2 separate regions of the Gossypium hirsutum genome follow, and region 2 is linked to region 1. The links are chromatin contacts, called in public Hi-C maps. All regions are on one chromosome and are shown on one strand. Each heading gives the region's core, a stretch centred on a gene start, on an enhancer-like site or on the middle of the called end of the contact. The rest is flanking DNA. Distances are from core to core; before and after follow the strand shown. Region 1 has its middle 13 kb from the start of LOC107956742. Region 2 has its middle 18 kb from the start of LOC107954648.

Region 1 (5,169 bases), core at 1,406-3,905:
TATTGGGAGACTTGCATTAATTTCTTCCTCATCATAATATCTAAATTCAAAAACAAGTATCCAACATAAATATATATGTTCAACGCCAACCCCCGCAAAATAATTGAAAATGTGAACCCTAAAAAGAAAGAGACATCATATAAACATCTTTTTTAAGACTGTCCACTTGATTTAAAGCCAATGAAATCATTTTCCCTTTTTCTTTTTCTTGTCTATATTTCATACTTAATATATACTCATCTAACTTACATCAAATCGAATATTAAAATGTGATTTATTAATCGAGTATTTATATTTTTAAAGATATTTTGATTTTAAATTATAATTGTTAAAAAAAACCCACTCAAATTGTGTATTATACAAATCTTTGCACTGCATTTCCCTCTATCACAACATTTGTTCAAGGGGACTTATGGCAAAATTTTATAATAATCCCTTTGTCTTCAAGAAGACTCTGAACATAAAATATCGTATTAAAACTTCTTATAGTTTCTTGATAAAAAAAAGGGTTGTTTTTTAGTGTAATCTAAAATTTATAAATTTATAAGTTAACACATGGTAAAATTTTAATGTGACTTCTAAAATTAATAAAATTTTGATTTAATCCTTTTAAAAATTATATAAATATAAAATATTATAATGATGAAATTACATTTTAATTATTATAAAAAAAACTACTTGAAACTAACACTTCAATTTAAACCACCTTCCATCTTTACCTCCATCACTCTTTTGTCGACACCATCACTTTCTTAATCAAGACAAAAGAGTGACTTGAAATGTTTGATTTCATTGGAAACGAGAAAAATCTATCTGAAGGTTTTTTTTTTTTAATTAATTCATCAAACACATCCAACAATGGAAACGGTAGACTTTCAACTAATGGATATGTGAGTCCCACCCACTGACCATATATTGGATCATAAGTCAGAAATCGGACCTTATGAATAAAAACGAAGAAGGCCCACCAAACAAATTTGAATTTTCCATGCACCAACACGTAATGCAAGGCATGACGCATAGAAGGGGAATACCATGTACAGGGTGCGTGCTCCATGTGAGAACCAATACCATGGACCAGCAGCGGTCCTTAGACCTTAAATTACCCTAATTCTGGTCCCAAACCTATCTCCTTAGCCTAGGGAAGAAGACTTTTCACTCGTCACCACCTCAAGGCCACATGGATTGCTTGCCAGGCCCAATATTTCTGCAACCCAAAGATAATTGTTTTTTTTTCTAACTTTTAATGGAACTTTAGAAAATTAAAATTAAAATTAAAATTTTAAAATATAAATATTTATATAAATATATTGTATATATAATTATTCAATTTTAAGTAATAATATATAGAATAATATTTGATACATTTTTAAAAGAGTTTTTAGACTCCACAAACAGGATTAGAGATTGGTAAATGTACTATAGGGTATAGTATAATATTAAAAAATAAATCTTTAAAAGAAAACACATATGATAAAACTTTTAAGATTACTTGTAGAATAAAAAAAAATACTAACCCATAATATATTTATATACATATACAAATTTCCAGAGTTACCTTATTAAAAATTTCTAAAATTTGCAACACAAGATAACGCAAAAATAGTACAAACATTTATTTATTTTTTCTCTCTAAATGAAATTACTATAACAACTAGTTATTAAATATGAAATGAATACACAAGATATGAACACATTATTATTATTTTTATATTGAATCACTCTAACAAACTATATAATTATCATATAATATGAATATATGAATATGTCAAAACTGGTATGAAATAAGCTAACTTAACATAAGAAATTTATTTGTAAATTTACCTATTTAAGTTACACGAATAATAGTATGAACATAAAAATGTTGCAAAAATTTTCATGAGCACAACATAAAGATAAAATGTGTTAGAATCAACACAAAATAAATTGTAAATGTGAAAAAATTATAATAATTTTATATATAAAAATAATGCAAACGCAAAACCTAATTTTTTTATATATATATCCTTATAATAACTTAAACATGAGAAAATAATAAACACAAATTTTATCTTTTTTCAAAAGTTATAGAAACAAAATTCTCTTCTTCTTTTCTTTTGAATTAAGAAATAAATTCTTTTCTATTAGCTATTAAGGAATAACATTTTAAGTTTTTTGTTGTATAGATTTTTCATAAATGAGGCGACTTCATAAATGTTATTTTCATATGCTATTCAAGTCTATTATGGCTTCTTTTTCCACTTTGTTGTTGCTTATTCTCTCTTTTGATAATGATAGTTGATTGTTTCTTTCTTTCTTTCTGTCTTTTCTTTATTGTTTTTTTGTTGTAAGAGATATGATTCTAACATATTTGCGTTATTATATATGTGTCCGGTTTCAGTGGATGTTGGTGATAAGAGGCCGGAGTTCGGACCATGGATGTTGGTGGAACGAAAGGCGAGGCGTGGCCAACGCGTTCATCAGGCTAGCGGCGCGAAAAAAATCTGGAAATGATTCTTTTGGATCTAGTTTTTCGGCGTTTAATCAGGTTGGAGATTTGGGGAGTGATTTGAGGGTGGCTAATGGAGATTTTTCGCAGGAGAAAGTGAGGGAGAGAGGGGCTGTCGGCGATGAGGGTCATAAGGGTAGGTTTAATATGGGTGTTAAAAAGAAATCTGGGCCTTATTTTGAAGCAGGCCGTAGGAGTGCTTCGGGCCGTGGAGACCTTTTAGGGCCTGCTAAGAGTTTTTCTTTGGACAGCTTGGGAGCAAATGATTTGGGCCAGAATACTAAATTAGCTTGGATAAATTTTTGGGAAAAAGGCCTATGGAATTGGAGAATAACGGTAAGAGCAATGAGGGCCCAATTTTCAAATCAAATGCTAATATTTCTTTTTCTTGTGCACGTGCAGGTAGTGAGCAGGATAATTCTAAAATTACTGGATTGGGCGCGGAAGGTGATAACCAAAATTCTTTGAATTTTGGTGTTTCGGGTCTGGTTATTTAGAAAGGGTTAAGGCTCATTTTAACCCAGCTTTCGAAGTGTCTGAAGGAGTCGAAATCCAAATTTCCGAAGGCGTCCTCGATCCCGGGAAATATTCTGCGGTGTCTTTTAAGAAAAATATTATTTCCGATCAACATGCTAAATCTGGAAATCGGTCAGCGGAGAAGCCGAGTTTGGCTTTAGTTTCAGGTTCGGATGTGGACAAATCCGGTTTTATAAATAGAAAGGGTGACATAAAAAATAATAAAATTTGTGGTAGCCACAAGAATTCAAATGCTCTTTGGGGACATGGGAATCGTTTTAAATCTTCTGGTAGTGCACGAATTCCTTTAACAGAGTCCATGGAGGTGATGACGACTATTCTTTCTACTCAAAATCCCAGTCAAAATGTTCTTGATGATTCGAGAGCCGCAAGTTTAAACATTGATGGGGATTTAGGGCTCCTTTGAGAGATTGTTGGTCCAGTAAAAATTTAGCAACTCCAGTTACTTTTTCTTTTCCTCTTTTACTCATATTATTTCTTTTGTTTCTTCTAATCTTTGGTTACTCTTCTTCTCCCCTTTCCCCTTCCCCTTCCCTTTCCCCTTCCCCTTGGTTTGCTCTATAACCTCTGTTTGCTCGCTTACACAATAAGTTTAGAGATAGATATATGATTTTTTTTTTGTTTTGTTTCTGCTTAAAAGATATGTAGAATGATGAATTAAATAACTAAATTTAGTTCAACTTCATTGAAAGTGAAATTTAGGAAGATCGTAACTCTCTTTTTGCTTCGTTTCCCTGTTTCATAGAGGAATGATTTGTTTTTTAATCAGGAGATAAAAATTTAATTGGATTATTTAAGCAAACTTTTTTTGTTTTAAAAAATAATAATTAAGTTGTTATTTTCATGTAATTTTTAAGCTGTGATTGAATTTTTGTAAATTTAATATATTTTATTAAATTATATATTTTTATTAAATTATATTTAATAATAATTTTTAATAATTTATTAATTTTGTAATTGTTAAATAATTTTAAAAACTTCTATGATATATCATTTTTAATCTAATGTCCTTAAAAGTTATTTTCTATTTTCACCTCACCGCTACAGCTGCGTTTGAATCCAAACACACACTCCACCGCTGTTTCTAATCTCACTGCTACATTATCCAATCTCACCGCTACAGGACCTAATCTCACCGCCATCGTTGTTTTTAACCTCACCGGAGCTAAACACACCGCCCATCCAAACTAAGCCTTAGTCCCTCAGCAATAATGGTATGATTTCTAGCCTTTTGTTTTTTATTATGAATTTTACAATTTTTTCTTGGAATTGCCAGGGTTGTGCCAATGTTAAATTCCATCGAATTTTTCGGGAATATAATTTGGAACATAAACCAAATATAGTTTGTTTGCTTGAGACAAGAGTCAGTGGAGCTAAAGTTGATAGCATTATTGCAAAGTTAGGTTTTCAGGACACCTATCGAGTTGAGGCGATTGGTTACTCTAGAGGTATCTGGCTTGGTTGGAAAGATTCCATCTGTGTCAAGGTGGGTCGTAGTCATCCTCAATTTATTCTAACTAAAGTTTGGCAAATGTCCTTTACACCTCCGTTTTTTTATTTATTTTGTTTATGCTAGCCCCAATCGACAAAAACATAAAGATCTTTGGGATGTCTTAAGGTCTTTGATCTCGTCAGGTCATATTCCATGGATTGCTATTGGTGATTTCAACGCAAGTCTATCTTATTCTGAAAAGTTTGGTGGTCTTACTAATGGAAGGAGATGTCCCCAATTTAGAGATTTTGTGGAGAAAGCCGAGTTGCACGATTTGGGTTTTAGAGGATCTCCTTTTACATGGCATCTAGGTGCGCTTTTTGAAAGGTTAAATTGCGCGTTGGGTAATGAAGTTTGGATTCGTGATTTCCTTAATAGTTTGGTTACTCACTTACCTAAGATCAAGTCTGACCACCGTCCTCTTATTCTGAATCAAAATTCGAAGGTTACTTTACTTAGAGGGAGACCTTTTTGGTTCTTGGCAGGTTGGACTGAACATCCTGATTTAAATGATTTTATGAATGTTAATTAGGTTTTCACTGGAGACATGGCTGATTCCTTAGCCAAGCTTACTGTTAATTTAAAAGAGTGGAATAAGCAGGTTTACGGGCATATCACTACCAAAAAAAGACACCTTGCTCGTAAAATTGCT
Region 2 (5,169 bases), core at 782-3,281, 42 kb before region 1:
TATTAAAAGTGAGAGTAATGTGTGCTTATGAGTATATGTGCACTCGGTCAGATGATGTTAAATTACTAATATTTTGTGATGTTATATGAATTCGCTAGTATGATAAATGTAGATGTGATTAAGGTCTACTTGATTTGGCCTAGTTAAATTATATTAGATATCTTTGAAATGATTTATTTTCTTATGACTTACTAAGCTATTCAAGCTTACTGTGTGTGTGTTTGTTCGTTGTTTTATAGTTTTGGAATCAAGTTACGAGCTCGAGGATCGTCAGAGTAATCTAATATACTATTGATCGCTAATTTGGCATTTTAAAAAGTTGAACCTTACACTTATGGCATGTATAGGCTAGCTAGTGTTTTGGGTTAGTTTTGAATTTGTAAATATTAAGCCATGCGAAAATGGCTAGATATAATGCTTAAGTTTAAGCAAATTTCGGTTATGGTATTTATATATGTGTGATGTGTTCGACATATTGTTGATGGTGATGTAATTCAGTTATAGTTTAAGCCTCTTTCAAAAGCAATAGGTATATTATAGGTATATGACGTATTTGGTATATGCAAGATGATATAGTCTTGAAGGTTGGCATGATTTGCAATTATGGTTTGTTATAGTTTCATTTTAAGTGAGTTAGGTATAATTGATGAATGAGTTCTTATTGATGACTATAAATTACCTTGTGTTTTGGTAGTGGTGTTTAAATCATGGAACTAAATGTCCAGTTATATGTTAACGTTAATTTTTCTTATATTTGTTAAGTGTGGATTATTGCTATGGTATTATACTTAAATTGATATACATATTGTAATTAGAATTGGTAATTGGTATAATGAGTCTTGTTTACGAAATTAGTTTTATAAGTGACCTATGATATGTTACAGGATTAATATCATTTATACATATATATATAGGTTCGGTTTTGGCATGTAATGCATTAGTAGATTTGTTTTATATATAATGATTATGTTTTATGAGATGTCTTTGCATGTAAATGATAAGTGTTTGATTTATATTTGAAAATGACTAGGATACGGCTTAGTAAGGTAGTAAATTAATAAATGACATATTTGGGCATATGTGTATGTATTAGATTACGGATTTAAAAGATGTGATCAACAATGATGTAAGGTAATTTAGCAAAATAGACTCGTATTATTGGAAAGTTGATGTCTGTTTGGGTATAAACATTTTCTCATAATTGAATCATTATTATGGTATATTTTCATTTATGTTTTGGCTAAGCATTGAACAAAAAGGCTAAACAATAGTAATGTACCGATTGTGATATGGTCATATGTTATGGTTTGACTCACTCGTTTTATATGTATATTGTAATTAATAAAATTGTTTATTTTGATATGCGCATAGCTTATATGGGGAAGTGTTATTTTGATACTTTGTTTATGTATTAAATGAATACGAATATATATTAATTTAGTGTCATGAAATATTTTAAAGTTGGTTAGGTTTAAGAGATTTTACCATGATTACGTCTATATACATGCAATAGTTCAGAAGTTGTGTCGGGTCCGGTAATGCCTCGTAATCCTATTTTAGCGACGAATACATGTTAAGGGTGTTACATAACAAATACTCGAGATTAGTATCATTATTAAGTAAAAAGGTGGTAAAAATGACTAGAAAAACCCTATATAATTTAGAGTTTACAGATTTGCGTTGCGATTAACGAGGAAAAATATGGTATGGGATATGGAGGGGATAAGGGGGTGAGTTTTGGCGTGGATATTGGGGGAAAATATTGAACAAATGGGTAATAAGATAAACTAGGAGATGGTGATGGGAGTAGTGGAGAATTTTGGGATTAAAAAACGTAAAGGAATTTCTAAGGATTTTAATTTAGGTCAGCGAGCCAAAGGGAAAGGAGCTATGATTGGATCTAGGCTGGAAAAAAGGTTTTAAGGCTTTAAAGCCTACTAATGAGAAATTGGGTTTTAAGGCCACAAAAGACCATGTGGCTTTTGATGATGGCTCAAAGATGGGACCAAAAATGGATATGGGTCATGGGGAAAAGTTATTTGTCCAGCTCATCAGTGTTCCTTCTAATTTGAACAAAGACAAACATAAGACAGTGTGTGTGGAGGAGAGGCAAATTTCTAAAGTGGTTAAAGGGAATGAGAATGTGGGTTTTTAATTTTGAGGAATCAAGTAGGGCCTCTCAAAATAGTGTACAGAAAATTAGAGATGTTGGGAATGAGCAGCATGATAAGCCACCGAATATTGTTGCAAGTAGGCTTCTAAATGACAATAAGGATTTGGAAGTGGCAATGCAGGGCTTGGTTCATAGTTTTGAACAGGTTCCTAATGGCGCTTATAAAGAGAACGACGACCCGAGTAAGGAAGAAGTTATAGATACCAAGAGTGACTGTAGAGATAAAGTTAGCTGCTAAAATACTTGATTGTTTCTAGGTTTTGTCTTTTATGATTATTTATTTAATTATGGACACAAAGACATTTTGTTGGAATTGTCAAGGGGTTGGGCATCCCAGGTCCAATAATATTGTGAATGAGTATAGGAAAGAATTTTCTCCAGAGTTGATTTGTTTAATTGAAACTCGGATTAGTGGTGCTAAGACAAATGGTATTATTACAAAAATCAAATATCTTAATTCCTTTCCGTTTGAGGCTAATAGGTTTGCCGAAGGAATTTGTGTTGGAAAATCAGGTTTGGAAAAGGCAGCAGAAAATAAATTTAAGGAAAAATCAAAGTTTTAAAAATATTACCAAAACAAGAACTTGGTTATGATATCTAAAGTAATAAACACTTAATCAAAATTGTACATTTTCGATTCGTCTAGGATGAATGATTCGACTAAGTAGTCTTCTCCACTATCCTCACGCTCGCGTCTACCGAGTGTGGGCTCGCTTTGAATTAGAAAATTTTTCACAAAAGCTACCAATGCGGTAATTTTAAAATTTCTCTAAACTTTTGGGTCAAGTTGTAAATAAGAAAAATATCTTTAGAAATTTTCTAAAATAATTTCTTCAGATAATTTTCTCTCTATAACTTTCTTTTGAACTCAAGTGTTCGTCAAATAATGACCCAGTTGCCGGCACCCTGAGCTGATTCGGTTGCTACCAGTTTGGTCTGAGCTAGTGATGTCCCAACCGATCCAATCTAGCGACCAATTGGACTATCGACCTGGTTTCACATACTAGACCCGGTTCGACCAATTTTTGGGTCTTAGTCTCGGTTTTAGGCTCCCGGGCCCAATTTACAATCTCAGGTCCAATTTTCAAGTTCAATTATCTATTAGGTCAATTATTTTACTTGAAAATTAATTCCCAAAAATATCATATTAATTTTAATAATTTTAAGTAATTTAATTTTACTTTATCAAAATTAATTTTTCCTAAAATTACTTAGATTTTCCGAATTAATTTTCAAGAAAATTCTTTAATCAAATTCTCTAGTTGAACAATTCTTACGACCGCCCAATTTAATTCCATATCAAATAAATCAACTCAATTAAATTATTTTCAAAGTCGTAGAATTTTCTTTTGATTCAAATACAGTCTGATCGAGCTTTTATTAAACTAGCAGAAGGACCAATCGAACATATACAATTAGGCTCTAGTAATTTCAACTATGTCTGGAAGCATCGTTTTGATAATTCGCAATTACTTAATCATGGATTCAGTCCACAAAAGTACCATGATTGAAAACTCTTTACCGTATACTCATTACAAAAGCAATTCATCCAACTGCTTTGTCTAATGACATCATCATGTGTATGTTACTTTAAGTTAAATCTGTTCACTCAATACAATTCTATTTTATCTCATTGTCACCATTTTTATCTTTTTAATGATTAATATGATCCCTTTCAACAAATGATCGTGATAAATTGCTCATTCGAGAATAAGCAACTCATGGCGACGTTCCATATTTATCAATCCACACAATGTCTATGAGAGGATATCATTAACTCTTTAATTGAGCTATGAATTCTGCTGTTGCTAGTAAAGCCATGTCATCCACAAGATGTACCCATTGGCTTGATCATCTTTAAAGTATAAGTCTCCACTTATATCAAAGCACATGAGTTACATGTGCATGGTCAATGACTAACTCAGGATTTAGGTAAATCACACCATGAACATCACAAGTGAATTAATTCACAAACAAATTCAAAATTAATTAAACTTGGGTTCAGCCCAATATATCATTTTACCAATGAATACATTTATGTCTTTGCCTGTGGAATCAACTGCTCCGATAGCCAAGACTAGCCATCTCCTCAATTGAAATTGTAGATGACATAATAATCCTTCTTAATATTTAAATCAAATGCTCATTTTGATTCTTTTATAGGATTATGGACTCGTTCAAATTATCTACTGAAGTAAGTTTTCTTTCTCGCAATATAAACTTTCTTACAGTGCCATTTATCATCAATATGAACTTAGACAATCAATGACCTAATATTTGCTTGTCACAATTTAGCTATTAATGGAAAATATGAAAGACAAAAATATAAAAGACATAACAGTGAAATGTGATATTAAATTTATTTATTTATCGTTCAAATAAATAGAAAATAGTTACATGTTTACTACAATATGGGCACATTTCCCAACAACCATCCACTTGCCTAGTGAAGTAAATGTGTCATGTTTCGCATTCTCATATCCTCGACGTGTTTATTAAAACTCTTAGTTACAATAGTCTTAGTAAACGGATCCGCAAAGGTATCTTCAAAAGCTACTTTCACCACATCTACAATTCCTTCGACTACTGCCTCTCGCATCAAGTGTTACTTACGATCAATTGTTTCATCCTCTTTGACTTCTTATTTCCTTGGTATTAACTATTGCAGCACTGTTATCTCAATATAGTATTATAGCTTTTCTCAAACCAAGAATGATTTCAAGATCAGTTAAGAACATTCAAGCCATATTGCTTCTTTCGTTGCCTCAAAATCAGCCATATACTCGACCTCCATAGTAGAGTCAGTAGTGTAAGTTTGTTTTACACTTCTCCATACTATGGCTTCATGGCCTAAGACGAATACATTTCTCGATGTCAATTTCCTTGAATCTTTACAGGTTTGGAAGTAGTAATTTGTGTATCCAATAGGAGTAAGGTTCTTCTTAGAATACACAAGCATATAATACATGGTTCTTTTATGATACCTTAATATATGC

The links. A called contact is a pair of places that touch in the nucleus more often than the background predicts.
Region 2: a contact with region 1 is called in a Hi-C map of hypocotyl, with 1.8 times the contacts expected there. The contact joins two enhancer-like sites. A contact is called at or near these places in 3 of 34 Hi-C or Micro-C datasets (hypocotyl, leaf and petal).

Annotation. Positions count from the first base shown.
Region 1 is chrD07:29,196,682-29,201,850 of Gossypium_hirsutum_v2.1, reverse strand. No RefSeq gene overlaps it. Among protein-coding and RNA genes, the nearest start is that of LOC107956742, 13 kb to the right of the region's middle. Within about 2 kb of position 2,655, at least 9 of the 9 cell types and tissues checked have an H3K27ac peak or open chromatin away from gene starts, as enhancers often do. A contact at or near this core is called in hypocotyl and leaf, where this site is marked.
Region 2 is chrD07:29,238,018-29,243,186 of Gossypium_hirsutum_v2.1, reverse strand. No RefSeq gene overlaps it. Among protein-coding and RNA genes, the nearest start is that of LOC107954648, 18 kb to the right of the region's middle. Within about 2 kb of position 2,031, at least 2 of the 9 cell types and tissues checked have an H3K27ac peak or open chromatin away from gene starts, as enhancers often do. A contact at or near this core is called in hypocotyl and leaf, where this site is marked.